Regions from separate parts of the Anser cygnoides genome. Here region 1 is linked to region 2. Evidence: chromatin contacts called from public Hi-C data. All regions are on one chromosome and are shown on one strand. Each heading gives the region's core, a stretch centred on a gene start, on an enhancer-like site or on the middle of the called end of the contact. The rest is flanking DNA. Distances are from core to core; before and after follow the strand shown.

Evidence for each region. Hi-C and Micro-C count contacts between places; a contact is called where the count stands out from the background.
Region 1: a Hi-C map of liver shows a contact between it and region 2, with 6 times the contacts expected there. The contact joins the promoter of XPR1 here to the promoter of CACNA1E in region 2. A contact is called at or near these places in 3 of 7 Hi-C or Micro-C datasets (all in liver).

What each region holds. Positions count from the first base shown.
Region 1 is chr8:12,112,402-12,118,558 of Taihu_goose_T2T_genome, forward strand. It overlaps XPR1 (xenotropic and polytropic retrovirus receptor 1), which reads right to left and starts at 3,792. Exons shown (of 15, transcript XM_048054236.2): 1 at 3,457-3,792. The coding sequence starts at 3,525.
Region 2 is chr8:11,973,890-11,980,177 of Taihu_goose_T2T_genome, forward strand. It overlaps CACNA1E (calcium voltage-gated channel subunit alpha1 E), which reads right to left and starts at 1,564. Exons shown (of 48, transcript XM_067001526.1): 1 at 1-1,564. It overlaps IER5 (immediate early response 5), which reads right to left and starts at 5,826. Exons shown (of 1, transcript XM_048054234.2): 1 at 4,345-5,826. The coding sequence starts at 5,692. The coding sequence ends at 4,949.

The DNA of each region.
Region 1 (6,157 bases), core at 2,542-5,041, 140 kb after region 2:
AATTAGAAGATCTTCAAGGTTCCTTCCAACCCAAACCATTCCACAATTCTAAGAACTTTTCCCAAGAATTGGTGGATACTTCTCAGCCTTCCCTGCTCTAGCAGAGCGCACAGCGATGAGTTAAATACGCAGGGAAACATAAGTGTAAATAGACTACGTGCTGAAGAGACTTTTAAGAGCTCACTAAAGAGACTTCTGCACCCAGATAAACAAATTCAGGCCAGATAAACTGACACAAAACTGCCATCTGGCAACTGTAAAACTCCACCGAGTTCCCAGCAGACTGACAGGCGCACATACACTTGTGTCGGGAGGCCTGAGCAGACTGAGCAATGCTCTCCTCCTTCTCCTGCAAGCACTTCAGAGAGGTACACACTGGCAGAGGAAATTTGCATCATGATTAAGGATAAGCAGAGGCCCGGCAATCCAACAGTTCCACTGCATCTACAAACACACATTAAATGCAGTAAAGAATGGGTTCAGAAAGAAAGCATCAGCTGAAATTCATCCGTGAGTCACCTTAATTTGTTCAATTCTATGTTAAAAAGCAAATTCTGTTGTCTGACACAAAGACTGGATTTTGTTTCGTCTCATGTTTTCACACCGAAGGAATCAAAGAGTAAAGGAAGGGTTCAAAACCTAAGGTTTTAAGGCAAGAAGCAGTGCTGGAGCGAGCCTTTACCCCGCTGGGGAGGCCACTAGCTCTGCAGACAACAGGGTGCCAGACACCCCAAGCCAAGGCGCTCGGACCTGGCCTTAGCACAGAGAGGGCAGCAGGTGCAAATCTAAAGATGTGAGCAATCTTTAGAGTGAAAAGTCAAATCAAGTCAACCGAGGTTTTTGTAAAACACTGTGTAAATGCTCACTCAGTCACAGCCCATGTCTTTGTGAAAAGCTGAATGAGACGGAGCAGTATGCATCACCATTCTTCTTTTTCACTTGCCAACTGCTCTTTCTTAAAAAACAGACACACAGTAATGGCACTGCAGTGCTTTTGCTGAAAAAAAAATAAGAATCCAAGCTATAGGTATCAAAGTATATCTTTTTCCTTGTTTAGACAGGGGAAAAATCTATTCATTTTCATTAAACTCTTCCATGGACCAAGTACCCGCCCCAAGTCTGGGCAACTTGCACACTTCCTACAATCACAGTTACAGTAATTAAACGGGTCACTGTTTGAGGGAAAGATCGCATTACTGATAACAACTCAGAGGGCTGTAAATCAAAAAGAGGGCTGTAAATCAAAGACCATCTGAAAGTGAAACTACACATTCAGATATTTAAAACATTGCCTCATTCTTCTTCTTGACATCATCAGCAACAGATTACATCCTCCTAGTCTTATTGGCCATTTGTGCAAGGCAGAGCTCCTTGTAGCCTCGCTTGTCTTCAAACCAGAGCCTTCCCACCTGGAGAGGACCTCAGGGTCTTACAAGACTTAGGGGCTGCGTGAAAGTCACCTGCTCTCCAATGGAAAAAGCTACGGACATCAGAGTTGAAAAATCAGATGACTACATGTAAGCCTTATCAACAGACTGCCTTGAAGACAATTGCTATTCCATCTTCCGGTCCTTTCATTATCATCACTAACCTGTCGTGGTAAGTCCCTGCAAATGGGACTGATCTTTTCCGAGTTAAACACAATGGGATCTCTCACTCCGAAATGGTAACTGATTACTGCTTTAATTAAGGAGAAGATATAAACTGTCAAATAAAAAACCACGTTAAGATATTTAAATGAATTATACACATACATTTTTAGAAAAAAAAATTACTACGATGCACAATGTAAGAAGTATTGCACACAAATAATGAAAGCAACATTTGCCAAGCAACAGCTTGGCATTTCTCTTGACAAAGGAGGGTTGCATGCTTCTTGCCTCGAGTATCACCAACAAGTAAACCAAGGTAGCGCCGCGCTCCACACGACCACCAGCCACTGAATAATAAATGCCAGACTATTGCACTACTGGAATATGCATGAGCAGCAGGCTGACTCACGTTCAGCCAGCTACAAGGCTAACAAAGAGTTTTGAAACTTACTACTAAAAGGGAGGGTGGGGTTTTTATTTTAATTCACTCAATATTCAGCTATCGCTATCTGTCCAACGAGGAGAACGCTATGTCTAGAAAGGGAAACATCTATAAGGAAGATTTTACTGAAATCTACCTTTATTTTAAACTGGGATGGGGGAAGGGAGAAAGAGAGAATATCAGTGCCCTAGTTAAAACATCTGAAAATTAACCTCCTGTAATGAAAGCAGCGGCCAATGCGCAGCAGAGTTCTTCACGCCTTAATCGAGGTGTCATAGTTCGCTAGGTCTCCTTCACCCTCCCTCGACTTCCATCTGGTCAGCCAGGAGCGAAGCCTTCTGCACATCTTTTTTCCTCCTTGACTTCCCCTCCAGCCCCACCTCCGAGCCTTCCCTTAGGACCACACGCAAGTTTTCTGCTCCCAAAAGCAGAAAACAACCCCAAGAGCTCTCGCACAGATAATGCATCAGAGACCCGATGCAGAACTAATCTGCTACCGTACTGAGACAATGGGCTCCCTCCTTCGCAAAAACTGATGTGTTACTTGGGCAGCTCGTTTGCAAATAACTCAGGTAGATCACAATTTTGTTCTAAAGTGAAACCTGCCTGCAGTTTTTCTTTAGACATCCATTCCTTTGCACTCAGGTAATGGAAAACAAAGGAGTGGTCAAAAGGGAAGATATAAACTTTTCAAGTCCGACAAGAATAACACAGCAAGCTAAGATAAACACGGTTTCCTTGCGAGAGCAGACAGCTTCATAGGGATATGAGAAATAAATCACTATTATGGTTCCAGAGAGAAAACCCTGGCCCTCGAATGATAACAAGCGTTGAGTGTTTTTTTTTTGCCTGGCTCAGCGGGTCAAGAAGCCCGCTGCCGACGGCTCTCCTGGAATCAGCTTTCAGCCGGCCAGGTTTAATTATTACTCGCGGAGATGACCGGTGCTGCTGGGGAGAATATCTCGAAGCGGTGACAGCGAAATAAGCAGCGGTTTTACCGGGGATAACGGCCTCCCTGAGCACCAGCCCAAAGCCTAACAGCGGGCAGGAGCCCGGGTTGAGCTGCTGAGGTGTCAGCGCGACCTTCCCACAGCAGGCACCGGGAGCTGCAGGGGGGGGGCCGGGCCAAGCCCAGCACCCCCAGAGGGGGCTGGAGGAGGCTCGGGGGGGACCTCCGGTACCGGGCTCCACGAGACGGTGCTGCCTTGGGGTGATTTCTGATTCACCCCCCGTTCTTCTGACCTTCCCGCTAGGCCGAGAGGGTAGAGGAGAAAACGGGCTGGGCGCGGACAGCCCCCGCGGCCCCATCCCTCCGCGCTGCCCCTCGCTGAGGGGAACGGCGGCGGCGGCCTCCCCCCCGCCCCGGCCTGCGCCCCCCTCCCGGTGCCTCCGCCGGTGGGACCGGGCAGGGGCAGCCCCCACCTCATACTGGATGTACTGCTTCCGCCACTCGGGGGTGATGTGCGCCGCCAGGTGCTCGGCGAACTTCATCCTGCCGCCTCCTCCTCCTCCTCCTCCTCCTCTGCCGCCGCCTCGCTCGCTCCGAGCCTCTTCAGCGGCGCCTGGCCGCCAACGGGCCGCCGCCGCCGGTACTGGGGGGCGGGGGGGGGCCTCCGCCGCCGCACATGGGCCCCCGCCCGCCCGCCCCGCTGCTCCTCAGGCGCCGCCGCGGGGCCTCCTCCTCGGCTCGGCTCGGCTCGGCTCGGCTCGGCTCGGCTCAGCGCCGCCCCGCCGCCGCCGCCGCCTCCCCGGCCGCCGCCGCCGCCGCCATCTTGCCGCCCCGCCTCCCCGCCCCGCCCCGCCGCCCAGCCCGCCGCCGGCACGGCCGCGTCGCCACGGCAACCGCCGGCACCGCCCGCCGGGGGCGGGGTTTCGGCGGGGTGGGGGCGTGGCTCGGCGAGGCCCCGCCTCCTCCTCGTCGCCTCAGAGCTGGCCCCGCCCCTACGCGCGGGGCTGGAGGACGGTTTTTTGTGGGTTTTGCCCCAAAAGCTGGCCGTGGGGCCGCGTGGGAGCACACAGCGCGTCACCCCGGGGGTGGCGGGCAGCCAGCGGGTGTCCTGGGCGCTGCAGTCCGCAAACCCAGCACCCGGAGTAACCAGAGAAACCCCCCATCCCCTGCACCTCAGGTCGCTTCCCAGCCGCCACGGGGCAGGTGGTTATCGCTGATAAACCACGGTGGCAGAGGCACAGCAGAGGCCGGGCTCCTCTCCCTGCCCATCGCCATGGTCCCCAGCCACATCTCCGGGTCCCCCTGCCACCGGAGCAGGGCACCCAGGGGCCGTGGTGGCACCACGCTGCGCCAGCCCCTTCCCTGTTCCCATTTGCACCACGACTCTCTCCGTGCTGTTTCGGCCAGGAAAAGATAAAAGAACCGGCGTTACTTGCTTTTTTTAAACCCAACGAGGAGGAGTCGGGAGTGGGCTTTCCGCCAGCGCAGTCTGGCACATGCTTTGTTGAGAGCATATAGAATAATTTATAAATAGCGTGTTTTTCTTTTAAAAATATATACTTTTAAAGATCCTGTATTGCTGGGGAGAAGGAGTCTTCAAAAGAGGCCATAGAAAAACAGTCTTTCAGAGGGAAAACCACGCAGAGGCATATACCGGCCAGCCTCTCAAAGGCTTGGTTGGGCACAAGCCCCCCAGCCCCGCAGCATCACCGTGGGCTTCCCGCTGCCCCCAAACCCCGTCCAGCCAGCCCCGCTGCGGGGCTCATCAGCACACTGCTTAAGAAGCGTGGTCAAGGTATTGGGTTGCCCAGGGACAGCGCTGCAGAACTGAGCAGCGGCTGTTGGTTTTTCATATGTTCTCCTCCCCACTGAGCGCCGGTACAGGACGAGGGGTGTCAATGAACAGCACGAAACAGAGGTTTAGGGGGTTATGGGAACGGGACAGTCCGAATGTGAGCTACACACCACCATTGGGACAGGACAAAAAAATAAGTGGCGTTTATTTTGCTGTTCCCCGTGAAGAGCGGCCAGGTTCATGCCCCAAAACAAACGTCTCCTCTGTGGTTTTCACACAGACATGTCAGGAGATGGGAAAGGAGATGGACGGGGCGAGAGGCTGAGTGAAGCAAGATGGAAACGGAGCTTTTTGATTTTTTTTTAGCTTCACACCAAACAAAACACTGTCAGTCAAACAAAAACGAGATTTCTCTTTCTTTTCTTTTTATTTTTTCCTTAAGCTTGAAAAGGAAAATGCCATACAACTTCTCATCCAACCGACCCAAACCACGTTATTTAGCGGTGATGTGCCTCCCTGCACACAAAACCCATTATTTGCAACCTCTGGACAGCCGGGCGGCCACGGCGTTGGCTGCTTCAGGGAGAAGCCATCGGGGCCATTTGTATGCACTGCGGCACAGGAGCTTACAGAAGGAGGGAATCAATGTTTTATTGATATCTACAAAAACTATATGGCAGCTGCACTAATTACATGCTTTTCTCCCAGATCCCCTTTACTGCATGCGAACAAGAGGCCAGCCTGCAGGTAGAACCTGCGAGCACGGCACGCGTGCCTCCAGCCCTCTACCATCGACAGGCGTCTCCCATGGCAAAACGAGGCAGCCTTAATTACCCCCTTTCTTTGTCTGCTGTGGAAAAAAAAGGAATGTAAGGAGGGCTTAGCTGAGGAGGTGGTTGCCATATCCCACACAGGCAGCTGAGCATTTTGGAGCCTGAAGACCATGTCCTCACTGCCTCCGTCCCACCCTAAAGGCTCTGTGGGTGCCTTGCACCCTCTCCCGTGCCTGCTGAAGCCGGGGTCGGGTGGGAGGATCAGGCCCTCCATGCAGTTGCTCCTGAAAGAAAGGCAAGGACAAACTGAGAGAAATCGAGCCGCAGGTGCTAGAGCAGGGAGGGCGTCGTGGCCTCTCACCATGGAGACCAGACAGAAACCGAGCGGAGGCCGCGCGCTTCAGATAATTTGTCTCAAATACTTCGTCAAGCCCGTAGCTGTACAGACAGAACCAGTCACACGCAGGACATCTCTCTGTCCCCAGCCCCAGGCACACAGTGCCAACCTCCTGCGCCTATCTCCTTGTGTTGCCCCCCTCTCTGCCTCACTTTGCCCACCTGTGAAATGGGCGGAGGGGGCCAGGGCAGGATCGGGCTGGGCTCCCG
Region 2 (6,288 bases), core at 314-2,813:
CGTTCTCCTTTCCCCCCCCCCCCCCGGCCCCGTTCGTGCCGTCCCGCCCGGGGCTTGCCAAAGCAAACAGGAGGAGAGCGGCCGAGGGCAGAGTCCAGCGGCGGGCAGCACGTGGCGCCGGCGATGCCGAGCCCGCGGACGCTGCGCCCTCTGCGGCTTTCCCCTCGCTGGGCCGGGCTGAGGTCCCCAAGGAGGAGGCAGATTTGGGGCTTGAGCCCCCCGCAGTGTTTTTACGGCAAGGTCTTTCCACCCCCCAGTACTGCTCGATGCCAGGAAGAGCAGCAGTGGAATATTTTCCCTGGGGATTGTTTGTGCTCCTTCCTGCGTCTGCACGCACGGCGCTGGATGTGCCTCGACCTGTCCCGGGGCTCACATTAAGCCCCTGAGCTACCGGAGACGACAGCTGAGGTCGGAGGCGAGGAGGAGGAGGAGGAAGAGGGGGGGGTGAAAGGATGTGGGGCGACGTGCCACGGGGTGACGTGCCAGAGCATCGGGCACGTGGAGGAGCCCCATACCTGCCTCGCCATGTGCCTCGCCGCCGCTCCGAGCCCTTCCCTCCCCCTCTCCACCGCCAATAAATCACTCTGCTGGAGGAAACCAGAGGCACAAAACCTCAGCCGGAGCCTTTTTTTCCCCTGCCCTCCCAGGCAGCTCTGCGTTTCATTACCGCTCCCCCCGGGGCGGCGCGGCCAGGCAGCCCTCGCCCAGCCGGGGGGGGCCCCGCAGGGTGTGCGCGTCGGGAGCAGAAATTACAACCAGAAGGGACTTGTTCATCTTTATGCCCATATCCCAGCGCTCGCCCGGCCCTGACCCTGCCTCCGGGACCAGCGTTGGCCTGGATTTTCTCTTCTTCTTCCCCCAGCACCCCCCTGCCCTCCCTCCGGTGCCCCCCATGCAGCTGGGAGAGGCCCCAGCAGGCGCGCAGCCCCGAGGCGCTGGCCTCCCTCCCGGCTTCCCTCCCTCCCCGCAGCTCTCTCTCCGGATTCCTGAGCGCTGACACAGCCCCGGCAGGATGCTGCAGCACCGAGTCCGCACCGCCTGCCCCGGGCAGGGGAAGGACGGGTGGCCGAGCCGGGTCGCACCGGGCCGGGAGGGCACGGGGAGGGAGCACCCGGAGCCTCCGCCGAGCCTCGGCCCCTCTCGGCCTCGCTGGAGGGGAGCGCCGGCTGGCAGCCGGCCCCGGAGGCGTGGGTCCGTCCCTGTAAAGGCCGAGGTGATTCACGCCGTTGGCACGAGCGCGTACAAATCCTCCTCTCCCTCCAGCAGGCATCCCAGTGAGAGCGGCGGCACCGGGAGCTGCAGCCCGCGACCACCGGCGGCCAAATGCAGCAGGAGGCGAGCTGACGCGGCATGCCTTGTCCTCCCCGGGCAGCCCCCCGCTCCTGTCTGCCCCAGGGGCCGAGCTCCGAACAGCCTCCTCCGCCGGCTCCAGCCCCAGCCCCACGCGGAGGAGCCGCTTCCAGCCATCCCCGCGGCCCGCTGCTATTCCGGGAAGGCGAGCGCCCTGCCATCCTCCCGTTAGGTCACATCCGCCCAGACCCCGTGGGGCACTTTCCATAGGTGTCGCCCTCTCTTCCAAGTGATGGAAGTTTTTATTTTTATCTGGCTCATTCACGTGCTCCTGCTTCTTCCGTCAGCGTTTGCAGGGGTGGCGGGTTTGGGCAGCGAGCCTCTCCCCCGGCCGCTTCCCCCGTCCCTTCTCATCTGTCCCATCCCATCACCCGCACCTCTGCGGCCATCTCAGCGCGGGGGGACGCGGCCAGGGATCGGAGCAGCGTGATGGAACAGATGAATTCAGGAAAGCGGCCCCTGGTTGTGTCAATGGGATTGTAGGAACAAGGCAAGACGCTGGGAAAAAAAAAAGGGCAGAAAAACCGATACCAAAACTAATTCAGCGTGGTAATTACGAGTCTGTTTCGATTTGAGACTCATTTTCCAGCGGAGGCGCAGACCCCTCTGCGACAAACCGAAACGTACCGGCGGCTGTCCCGTCTCGGCCGTCTTTCCCAGATCCCTTCAGCAGCAGCCCGTGGCTCCCTGGGGACACGCAGCACACCCCGGGGCGGGCGGTCCCTGCCGAGTCCCGCAGCCTTTCGGGAGCAGCGCGCGGTTTGTTTGACCAGCGCCGCTCGCAGCAGCCCCCGCGAAGCAGAGACGCTGCTCGGCGGAGGCTCGGGAGGCGAGCTGCAGTTCGCTAAGCGAAGCCCCGCTGCAGCTTAGGCAGAAAATCTCCAGCCGGGAACAATTGGGGCATACCACAGAGCCGCTCCCGCCCTTGCCCGGGGCCAGCGGGGCCGCTGCAGCCCTGGGAACGGCCGCCTGCTCCCGGGGCACCCGGTCCCTGAGCTTGGGCTGGGGGGCAGCTTTGTTCCCGGGCGCTGGATTTACGCCACGATTCTGGGGTTCTGCTGCTTCCAGCGGGGCACGGCTTCCTTAGCCCCGCACGCGTGTTATAAAACACACCAGGGGAACACGCGAGGAGCAGCCCCAGCTGGCCCGGGTCCTTCGGGGACACCGCTCAGCAGCTGAAAAACAAGAACCTGCTCACGCTGCGAGCGCTGCGCAGCGCTCCCGCCAGCCAAAGGGAGCTGCGCTAGCATCGCGGGGCTGCCCTCGCCGCGTGTCGGAGGCAGGCGGCCACGAGGCTCTTGCACAACGCCTCTGGGAGGTGGGACAGATACGAGCGCCGCCAGGCGATGTGTGCCAAAGGGAAGTCGGGCCCCGGCCGCGTGGGGACCCGCGAAGCAGCTGGACCAGGCGCCCAGGAAGCCTTCGGGTACGCGAAGCTGCTCCTGATCGCCTCGCTGAGCCGAGAGCGCAAGCGCCCCGAGCCCATGGCAGCGCTCAGGGAGATGCTGCTGGCAAAGGAGCGGGACCAAGGCGCTCCCCCAGGCCTTGGGAAGGAGCTGCACTCATACAGGAGCACGAGGGCATCGCCATCCCCTCACCCAAAGGGCAACCCGTGCCCTCCGGCAGGGCTGGAGGGAGAGGCCGTCCCTGCCCCCAGACCACGCACCTCCCACCTTTCTCCTCCTGCCAACCTCTCATGACAAAAGTCCCAAATTGACTTCCCCACCAGACACCAGGTACAAATTTCAAGGAAAATCAAATGAAGACGGTAAGACTTGGGCTTTTCCGCATGGGAACCACTACCTCGTGCCCAGGCTAGGAGAACTCCCCCCACGACACCCCGACCCAGACGGCTTCTCCCTCATTCTTCATTTCCTAGCACTTCAGGAGGACCAAGCCCAGCACTTGCAGCTGCCACAGAAACCAAGTGTAAAAATCGCAGCCTGCCCCGTGAGGGTACGGCGCTGCTCCCATTTCATCCACGTAAGAGAAAGCGAAGAGCTGAGAGGCCGTGCTCGTCATCGCTCACCTCCCAGCCTGCTCCCCAGCTCTCCCACCCGAGGTGGGCCCCGATGCCCGGGGAGATATCCCGGGCTGCATTTCACAGCACGACACGGAGGGCACACACGAGCCTTCCTTTACTTCAGGAGATGTAATCTGCAGTGGAAGAGTTCATTAATTAGGAGCAGAGAGGCCTCTAGTGAATCTCCCAGCGAGAAGCAGGAAAAAAAATCCCCCACAATTCAGTCTAATTACAGCGCCCTGGGGCGCTCCACAGTCACTGTGAAGCACAGGCCAAACTTTTCTCCCCACCCTTAAGAGCAGGAACTTCAACCCAGTTATAGCTTTACCGATAGCGAGAAAAATAAATAAAAAATAAAGCCCCGGTACTCGTCGTCTTAACTCTTCTGCAAGTAGCAACAAACAGGAGGTACGGAGGAATATTTTTGGCAGAGCAGCAAGTGGCCAGGAGCACAGCCTATGTCCGGGAAGTATCAGCTCACACGCCCCCGGCCCCGGACCTTTGAGCGAGGAGGCGGACGCCAGCCCTTGACCCGGCCGCGCTGGGACTGCGCCCAGACATGTTTCGGGGACCCAGCAACCACCTCCCACCCAAACCAAGCGAACATCAGGTACTTTCTAAGCAAGACCTCGAGCTCTACCGCAGCTCCATGCCCACGGCACAACTCCACCAGCAGCCCGTGGATTAACAAGCCTGCGCCAGGCAGCAGGAGCGCTCCGTGCTCCCACCGAGCCCCCTCTCCCCGCTCAGGAGCGGCCAGAGCACCTGGAAGGGCCCCCGGCGGCCCCGACAGAAGTTCCCTTTCTTCCCCGCTCCCAGAGGAGCTGGACTCCAACCCACCCCGAGCCTCTGGCGAGGCAGGGTGGATCCAGCCACAGACATGCAGCAACCACACCCTGCTGCTGCCTGCCCGGCGCCCCGCGGCCCTCCCCCCGGAGCCAGGCGGGGGCACAAACAGGGACTAAGGCTCATACAGTCGAAAATATTTAATACGTGTTGTACACGTAGAAATTACATTTTGTACAAAACGAGATACATCACTGAAGAATACTGTACAAAACCCCTACGGGAGCCCCAAGCCTTTATACAACAAAGACCGGGAGTTACCGAGCCTAACAAACAGGCTCAAGGACTTTCCATCAGAGCGTCTGTAAACTTTTTGTAAATTCTCTCGATAAACACTTTTAAAAAGCACCATGTAATAGTTCTGACCTAAGCCTTTCCAAAATAGAGACTTTATTCAATAAACTTAATACTTTCCAAGCTTAAAATATTAAACCGACGGGAGCGCCCCCAGCGTCGGCGCCGGCCAGGGACGCTCCCCCCGGGGCGCCGGGGAGGGCGGAGGCCCGGCCGGGAAGGGGAATTCCGGGAGGGCAGGGCCGGGGGCGCTCCCAGGGCGGCTGCCGACGGCCGGCTCCCGGCGAAGGGGAAGTGCTGCGGCCCCGCGGGCCTTCCCGTGCGGCCGGGAGGAAAGGGGGGAGGGGGTCGCCCCCGGGCCCGTCTGTCCGTCCGCCGGCGGAGGGCCGTCTGTCCCTTTTCCCCGCGGAGGGGTGAGTCCGTGCGGCCGGCGCGTCAGAAGGCCACGATGGCCGTGCTCCAGGGGTTGAGGGTCCGCAGCACCGGCTCGTCGCAGCAGATCTGCCCCGGCTCGCTCGCCGCCTCGGCGGGGGTGGCCGCTGCCGCCTCGCCGCCGTCAAGGGGCGGCCGCCGGCGGCCCTTGGGCTCCTTGCTGAGCAGTCCCGAGAAGCTGGAGCCGAAGATGCTGATGAGGCTGGCCACGTTGCCCGTCTCCATGTCCTCCTGCTCGCCCTGCGGCGGTGGGGGCGGCGGGGGCGGCTCCTCCGCCTCCCTCCGGGGCTTCTTCACCGGCGAGCCCGCCTGGCCCCTCTCCGCCGCGCTCCTCTTCCGCGGGCAGTGCGGAGGCGGCGGGGCCGCGGCGGCGCTGGCGGCGGCACAGTCCGGCCGGGCGGCCTCGCGGTTGACCTCGCCGCCCGCCGAGGCGCAGCAGCAGCAGCAGCCGCAGCAACAGCGCCGCGGCCGGGGGCCCTGGCAGGCCGCGCCGGGCAGCCTCGGGCCGGCCTCGTCCTGCGGGGGCGGCGGCGGCGGCGGCGACGGCTCCTCGGGGGGCCCGCAGGCGGCGGGGGGCGGCTCGGGCGGGCAGCCCGGCTCGCTGAGGTAAACCTGGCGGGCGCTGCGCAGCACCAGCGACACCAGGAGGTTCTTGTGCAGCTTCAGGCCGCCGCGCTGGCCCCGCGCGCTGTAGATCTTGCCCAGCGAGATGCTGACGATGCGGTGCGCCTCCAGCTTGAACTCCATGGGGGAAAACGGGGGGTGTGGGCCGGGGCCGCCTCGCGCCGGTGCCGCCTCGCTCCGGGCCCGCCGCTCCGCTGCGCGCCGCACGCCCGCGCTCCGCCCGCTCTCGCCGCCGACTGAGGCGAGCCCCACGCGCGCCGCCGCCTTTTATACCGCCCCCGCTGCGGCCAATCAGGGCGCCCCGCCGGCCGCTCCGACCAATCGCCGGCCGGCCCCCGCGCGCCCGCGCCGGCCAATGGCGAGGCGGGGGAGCGGGTTCGAACGCTCGCCCCGCGGAGAGGGCCCTTAAAGCGGCAACGCCAGGGGGCGGCCGGGGGTGGGCCCACACCGGCCATAAACCTGGGAAGAGGAGGAGGAGGAGGAGGAGGAAGAGGAGGAAGAAGAAGAAGAAATAGAAGCAGCAGCAGCTGAATCCAGGGGCAAGTGGGGACAGTGACGTGTTTTCTCACAACCTGCCCTTTGCAAAGCATTCCTCCCCCGCCAGCCCTTGCTGCCACTCAAGGTGCACCCAAGCCTGCAGTGGTTCTGCAGGGGCACAGAGATCCACAAGAATTTGGGCCAGAAAAAACGCAACGTTTCTGGGAAAAAAAAAAAAAGGA